Linked DNA regions of Zea mays: region 2 is linked to region 1. A link is a contact called in public Hi-C data. All regions are on one chromosome and are shown on one strand. Each heading gives the region's core, a stretch centred on a gene start, on an enhancer-like site or on the middle of the called end of the contact. The rest is flanking DNA. Distances are from core to core; before and after follow the strand shown. Region 1 holds the start of LOC100501833 (Protein TOC75-3 chloroplastic). Region 2 holds the start of LOC100382597.

What was found. Hi-C and Micro-C count contacts between places; a contact is called where the count stands out from the background.
Region 2: a Hi-C map of ear shows a contact between it and region 1, with 2.7 times the contacts expected there. The contact joins the promoter of LOC100382597 here to the promoter of LOC100501833 in region 1. A contact is called at or near these places in 3 of 25 Hi-C or Micro-C datasets (ear, endosperm and tassel).

The regions. Positions count from the first base shown.
Region 1 is chr9:146,090,636-146,094,577 of Zm-B73-REFERENCE-NAM-5.0, reverse strand. LOC100501833 (Protein TOC75-3 chloroplastic) reads left to right here and starts at 1,320. Exons shown (of 7, transcript NM_001196484.1): 1 at 1,320-2,307; 2 at 2,651-2,872; 3 at 3,172-3,279. The coding sequence starts at 1,576.
Region 2 is chr9:146,232,747-146,236,331 of Zm-B73-REFERENCE-NAM-5.0, reverse strand. LOC100382597 reads right to left here and starts at 2,306. Exons shown (of 13, transcript NM_001361669.2): 1 at 1,885-2,306; 2 at 764-881; 3 at 624-682; 4 at 429-493. The coding sequence starts at 2,148.

The DNA of each region.
Region 1 (3,942 bases), core at 71-2,570:
ACCAGAGAAATTTGAAGGGACTAAAATTATGTTCCCATCTAATCCCCTCGATTTTATAACTTCTAAACTAGCCCTGAGCGTAGCCCTACCCATCCAACACTGGCACATGCCGATGGAATAGTTGGATTTTGTTGTGGCCAGGGTGTTTGATCTAAAAGACTCTGAAGCTAGTTCTTTTCTGTGTTGTGCACTTTATACTGTAGACTATGTGAAATTTGAAATAAAAGATGCATGAAGCCATCATTTCTGTACTGTGCACAGTGCACCTCACGCATGCCCACCTGGATGCTCACACTGTGTTTGGTAGTTAGGTCATGCTTGTTTCGAATTATAATCTATTTAAATTATATAGTTTAACGTAAATAATTCAACGAATAAATAAACACCTAAATTACTTATGACTCATAATCTGTTTAAGAGTAGCTTATTTAAGATTATTTTTAGAAAAGATTTACCATTCATGATTATGTTTATAAAATTACAATGTCTGTCAATTTTCATTTTCCCCCCAAATCACACGCACATGAGGTATTGTTGCTTTTGTCTTTGTGTTCAAAGACCAATAATTTTATTTATATAATCTGAGCATCCAAATAGTTATATACATATTATAATCTAGATTATATAATTTATAAATTGAAACAAACATGCGATTAATTCAATAAAGGCATCAAAACAGCACCAGAAAAGAAAAAAAAAGAAAAAAGAAAAATGCTCATAAAGTGAAGCGTCCAAACCCCAACTGCCCAACAGGGCTTCCTTTCGCAACTCGCGAGTCGCGAGTAGCACGCCATCACGGCCTGACGGGCCGCCGTGCGAGGTAGCCACGCCACGCCGCCGCGCCCACTGCCCAGCGCAGCTAAACCCTCAATAGAAAACTCGAAAACTGACCCAACCGGCCAACCCTGACCCAAGGAGGCGAGGAAGACGCACCTCCTCCGCCCCTCCTCGCCCTCCGCCCTCGCTCCCCCACGCCGACGCCGACACCTATCCTCACCGTATCCGCGGTCGCAAATGGCGCTAACCTCCCAAGGCATCACCCTCCGTTCCCCGCCAGCGGGGCCCCGCGGCCACGGCGGGAGGCGGTCCTCTTCCGTGCCCACCGCCGCGACCCCGCGCGTCTTGGGGCAGCCCCACGCGGGGCAAGCCTTATCCATCTCGCCCGTCAGGTATGAACCCGCCGCTCGCCCACCACGGGGAGGCTCCGCCGCCGCCGCCATACGTGCCGCCGCCTCGGCCGGCGCGCAGCCCGGCAGCGACCCGGTCTCTGCTGAGCCCAGAATCGAGCTCCCCACGATATTTTCCGTCTTCTCCGAGACCGCTAAGACCGGCGCTGCCTTCTTCATTGCCTCGTCGGGCGCGGCCTTCCTCCTCGGCTCGTTTGGGGGGTTCGGCGGCGGTGCTGGGGGTCTCTTCGGCGGCGGCGGTGGTGGAGGGGGTGGATGGGGCGCGGGGGGTGGTGGTGCCGGTGGCGGAGGGGGTGGAGACTTCTGGTACCGGCTCATCTCTTCCGGCGCGGCGCACGCGGACGACAAGTCATCGGGGGATTGGGACGCGCACGGGCTCCCCGTCAACATGACGGTGCCGCTCACGAAGCTGAGCGGGCTGAAGAGGTATAAGCTGTCTGAGCTCAAGTTCTTTGATCGGGCAGCTGCCAGCGGTGGCGCCTATACGGGGCCAGAGGATTCCTTCTTCGAAATGGTGACACTGCAGCCTGGTGGCGTGTACACCAAGTCGCAGCTGTTGAAGGAGCTCGAGACACTCGTCTCCTGTGGCATGTTTGAGCGGGTTGATCTGGAGGTGAAGCCCAAGCCAGATAACACAATTGGGCTCACAGTCTCCTTTGTGGAGAGTGTGTGGAGTTCTGCAAAGCAGTTCAAGTGCATCAATGTGGGGCTTATGTCACAGTCAGGGCAGGTTGACTTCGACCAGGACATGACAGAGAGGGAGAAAATGGATTACCTCCGTAAGCAGGAACGTGATTACCAGCAGCGTGTACGAGGTGCCAATCCCTGCATCTTGCCAGAAAATGTACGTGGAGAGGTGCTGGGAATGATGAAGAAGCAGGAGAAAGTGAGTGCCAGGATGCTGCAGAAGATCAGAGATCATGTCCAGAAATGGTACCACAATGAGGGTTTCGTATGCGCACAGGTGGTTAACTTTGGAAACCTTAACACCAATGAGGTTGTGTGTGAGGTGGTCGAGGGTGACATCACCAAGGTGGAGTACCAGTTCCAGGATAAGCTTGGAAATATTGTTGAAGGAAATACCCAGCTTGCGATCATAGACCGAGAGCTGCCGCAGCAGGTATACCAATTACAACCACTCGCTGAACATGTTACATTGATTGGCATATGGTAACACTTTATGAGCTGTGCACTTGGATATGTGGATTAATGATTAAAATATCCTGTAGCATGCAATCATAATTTTTTTCCTCGAACGCGCAGGAGAGGCATGCATTCATACTTGCACTCGGTGTTAGCTATTGCATGTGATTCTTCTGGTCTTGTGCTCTCAATGATGTTGTTTGACGTGCAACATAAATACTTGCTCTCCATCTATTTTACTAAATAGTCGTTGTCCTGACATGAATTTTCTCCTAGCATGCCTGTGACTTCTAATCTGTGACTCTACTAATCTTTTACAGCTTCGACCTGGCCACATCTTTAACATTGGAGCAGGGAAACAGGCTCTGAAGAATATAAATTCACTTGCTTTGTTTTCCAACATAGAAGTTAATCCACGTCCTGATGAGACAAAGGAAGGGGGCATAGTAGTTGAAATTAAGCTTAAGGAACTGGAACCCAAGTCAGCTGAAGTAAGCACAGAATGGAGTATTGTACCTGGGCGTGAAGGCCGACCAACTTTGGTAATGTACCTATTTATTTGGAATCATCTGTTCCTTCTAGAACCTCTCTATATAAGGAAGTGTGTATGTAGGATTTTACCACACCTAGGGCTGTATTCATGTGCCTCAGACTAGATTGTAGAAATTTTTGAACTTATCTTCATGTTTGATGACATTTCTATAGGTGTTTTTGTGCTGCACCTAGCGCCATAGGTGCAGCTCCTCCCCTGTATATAATTGCTAGGCTACACTATTTCTGTAAACTACATCTCGTTTGTTATCTGTCATGAATCTCAGAGCTTATGGCTATTTTCTTTTAGGCATCCATACAACCCGGAGGAACTGTGTCATTTGAGCACCGGAACATCTATGGTCTTAATAGATCTATTGTTGGTTCTGTTACATCCAGCAACCTGCTGAATCCTCAGGTTAGTTGCTGATGAATGTTCTTTTTGGGAGTTTTGTTGTTTTACTGATTTTGGTTACTGTTACCTTGGCCACTTGGGGTCTGATTGGTTCCTCACATTAGTATTGCATTGTACTTGGGTCTGATTGGTTCCTCACATTAGTATTGCATTGTACTTGAGGTCTGATTGGTTCCTCGCATTAGTATTGCATTGTACTCCCTCCGTTCCAAATTAAAATTTGTTTTACCTTTTTAAATGCATTCATACAATAATTAATGTATGTGTTCTATATATGTCTACATTCATCATTATCATCATCCATTTGAATATAGACATAAAATTCAAGAGCTACAACGACTAATATTTTGGAACGGAGGGAGTATTAGGGGTTATACAGCGTATCCTTAACCTGCATAAGGCTATGCAATTAGCTGTTGTTTGGTTCGTCTGAATAGGAAGTTATGTGTGTGATTGTTTTCCTAGTAAGTGGCCGTACTGAGTATTGGCTGTATAGTGGGTGCGGATGGGAGGGTTCATATCTGGATGCGCAGGTCGGATTTAGGATGGACTTGCTTTGAGGACACAGTACTAGCATGCATATGGGCTCGTGCTGGTAACTAAATAGTGGTGAATTGCAGTACAGGGACCTGAATAAGGGTTTGTGCAGGCAACCAATCAGACCCG
Region 2 (3,585 bases), core at 1,057-3,556, 140 kb before region 1:
AGCGTCTAGTCAAATAGTTGACACACTGCAGACAAAGAAATAGACTTGATAGTATCCCACGCAGGATGTACACTGAGGACATCTGTTAGGAAAGGAGCAGATCAGTTTGTCCATTGTACAGGGTGTTTTCATGTCCTTGATCGTTTCAGGCTTTCAGACATTAACTAATCACTACCAAAAACAATTTCAAAGAACAATAGAAAACACATTGATCTCAGTTGACTCCATCAAGAAAGTGAGGGAAAGATGGAAGGCCATTTGTTCAATCTGTCAGTAGCAGTACTGGTATATTAATTGTGTCCAAACCCAGTAGAAATAAAATCACAAAAACGAGCATACGCAACTCAGTTGTAGATAAACTCAGAAATTTAGGACATGTAGAAAATGTGCTAATTTTTCATCTACAAATTGAAAGAAATGGAACTCACTTTGCAAATCCAAAGTCAGCGATCTTCAACAGAGAATTTTCATTATTTTCAACAAGAAGAATGTTCTGTTTGCAAAATCAGAAAATTCAGAATCCAATAAATTAGATAAATTTAACCACTGTATATTTCTTGAACACTTGACCATGGAATATTCAACTATCATGGAAACAGAAACTAGAAAGTGAGTAAGCAAACCTGAGGTTTTAGGTCTCGGTGAACCACGTTATTATCGCGAAGCATTTGCAGACCAGATGCTGCCAGAAAAATGAGACATTATGAGAAAAGCTAGGGGGAAGGCAGAGGATAAGGGGGCTGACCATTGATGAGTCACTTGCCTAACTGACGGATGAAATGCCTAGCAACCTTTTCAGAAACTCTTTTATGACGTTGAAGGTATGCATGTAAGTCACCACCTCGACAATACTCCAATATGAGATATATGCTCCCATGGTCCTAATCATACACAATAGTTATTTATGGTAATTACTACCTCCATTTCTAAATATTTGACGCCCAATAGTTCATTTTTGAACTAGAAAAAGTCATATATAAAAAAACGGAGTGAGTACTAATTAGAAACAGAGTGTTCTCCAGTCCCTGTGCATGGAGAAGAACTTTGTTTGCTGAACAAGAAAAAGATAACAACATTAATACCAGAGAGAAAGTTGACCCTATGAGTTTGCTATTAAACTGGTAGATTGCAGGATTGCACTCACAAGCGAAGGGCCTCCTAGCGTAATGGTTAAGGCTTCCGAGTAGCACCTCCAGCTCTCGGGTTCGATCCCCCCTCGGAGACGAATTTCGGGCTTGGTTAAAAAAAATCCCCTCGTTGTGCCCCACCCGCTCTCGGGGATCGATATCTTGCGCGTCACCATCCGGTTGGGCCGTTGCAGAGTGGGCAATTGATTGGCCCGTTAGTGATGGGGCCATAGTAAGGGGGTATTCTCGGCCGAGGCTATGTTTCGGTCTCTTCTTAATATAATATTGGGAGGGCGGTCTTTCCCTCCCCGTCCGAGTATTGCACTCACAACATCGAGATTCAGCATTAAAGGTATTTTTGTTTCCTAGTGTTCCACAAAATCCTAGCTTCCCGAAAAAATCTATCTAACAAATTAACTAGGATAAAGGCCATATAGAATTTCACGGAATCATTCATGACTGAACCTCCTATTTCAAGCAAGGCAACAACTGGCTAGCGAACATTCAAATCTATCTCCTGCAAACTAGTTCCCATCCAAACGGACATCAAGTTAGACAGGGTTTCCTTTGCTTAGAGCCCCACCTACCTAAAATGCCTGCTCATTATAAGCTAGAATTCACCGGAGAAACTCCTCAATTTCATACATCCTAGCCTATAATCAGACCCCCCAACAGCACCAACACCTTGCAGATCCACATCGATAGCACGGGAGATCACGAGCGACATCAAATGGGGCGGCAAGGCGCGGCGGGGTACCTTGATGGATTCGTGGAGTGCAATGACGTTATCGTGTCTGATGCGACGGAGGATGTCGACCTCGGAGAGGAGGCTCTCGCGGAGCTTGTTGCTGAGACGCTCCATGGCGATCTCCTTCACCGCCACCTCCGTGCCCCGCGCCCGGTGCCTCCCCAGCCACACCTGCGAGTACGCCCCCGACCCGATCGGTCGCAGCAGCTCGTACTCCCCCACCCGCCGCCCGGCCCCGCCTCCGCCGCCGCGGCCGCTGGCGCCGTCCCCCATCGCTCTCGTGTCCAGTAACTCGCCTAGTGCGCCGCCGTCGCAGCTCTCGCCGGAAGGCGGCGCCACGCAGGAGATGCCGCCGTGGGGAGAAACAACGGCGCCGTATACTGCGCGTTACAGAAAAGAGAAGGCGAGAGAAGGAAACCGGGTCAGGCCGTCGTGTTCACCCCGCGGCGGGGCCGGCCATGTGGTTATCCCTATCCGCTCCTTTTATAAGATTCCAACGTCTTTCATAAGATTCTCCTCGTTGGAATATGATATATATATCAATTTGTTTTGAGCACAAGAGCAATATATAGAGTCGCATCATATTATGTCGTTTTTATGATGTGAACAGGGAAAGCATATTTAGCACAGCATACCACTTGTTGAGCTCTAAAAAGAGCCGTGCGGACGGTCCGGTCTCGAGGCCGGACGGTCCGCAGTCCGGACTGTCCGCGGTGGTGGCGCGGACGGTCCGCGCGCGCGCAGAGTCAGTTAGGGTTCCTAGTTTCTCGCGGGATTTGTTACCTAAAACCGCGGGATTAACTCGGGAAACAGTTGGAAACGGATCCAGACCTCCCTCTTTATATAGATGAAGGGCTACGGCCGATTGAACCCCCAACAATCGAACCAATACAACTTCTATCTCGCATTTATTTTCAGCACAATTAGGAGTAGTTCTAGTCTAGTTCTAGTTTAGCCCTAGTTTAGTATTCCAATCCCCAAATTCTCTGTCTCTCATCGACTCTACGTCGATTAGAGGAGTCTAGGTCGGCCGGCCCGAGCCTAGACAACTCCTAGGATCTCTCCTCCCCGACGGGGTCCCTCCCGGGAGCGAGATCCAGGCGCCGCCGGCGATCTTCCGCAGCCCCTGCGCACGCGCGGACCGTCCGGCCTCAGGGCGCGGACCGTCCGGACGTCAGGCAGGGAACCCGGGCTCCTGCACCAGGTCGCGGACCGTCCGGCCCTGTGCCGCGGACCGTCCGCGCCTGACCAGAGAGCACCGCCGCCTCGCGCCAGGTCGCGGACCGTCCGGCCCTGTGCCGCGGACCGTCCGCGCCTGACCAGAGAGCACTGCCGCTAGTTCTCTTGAGTAATTGGCGCCTCCAAAAAGGTGTCAACATACTTTTGGCGACTCCGCTGGGGATTAGGTGTCTAGACCTGCTAAAAATCGGCCCATAGATGGCCGGTTCTAAGGATCACACCAAGATCTCCACCACCAACATCATCAAGCCGGCCATGGAGGCGCTCCCGGCTGATGACCAAATGCCCTTTGAAGACCTCGTAATGCGCGATGAGAAGGAGGTGATGCGGCAATGGAACGAACAACGCGACAAGGAAGAGGCGGAACTGCTGCATAAACTCTCCGAACGACGCAAGGAGGCGGCGGACAAGTACTTGTCACACTTCACGGTAGATCGCCACCAGAAGATCATCCGTCAAGGGGAGATCGAT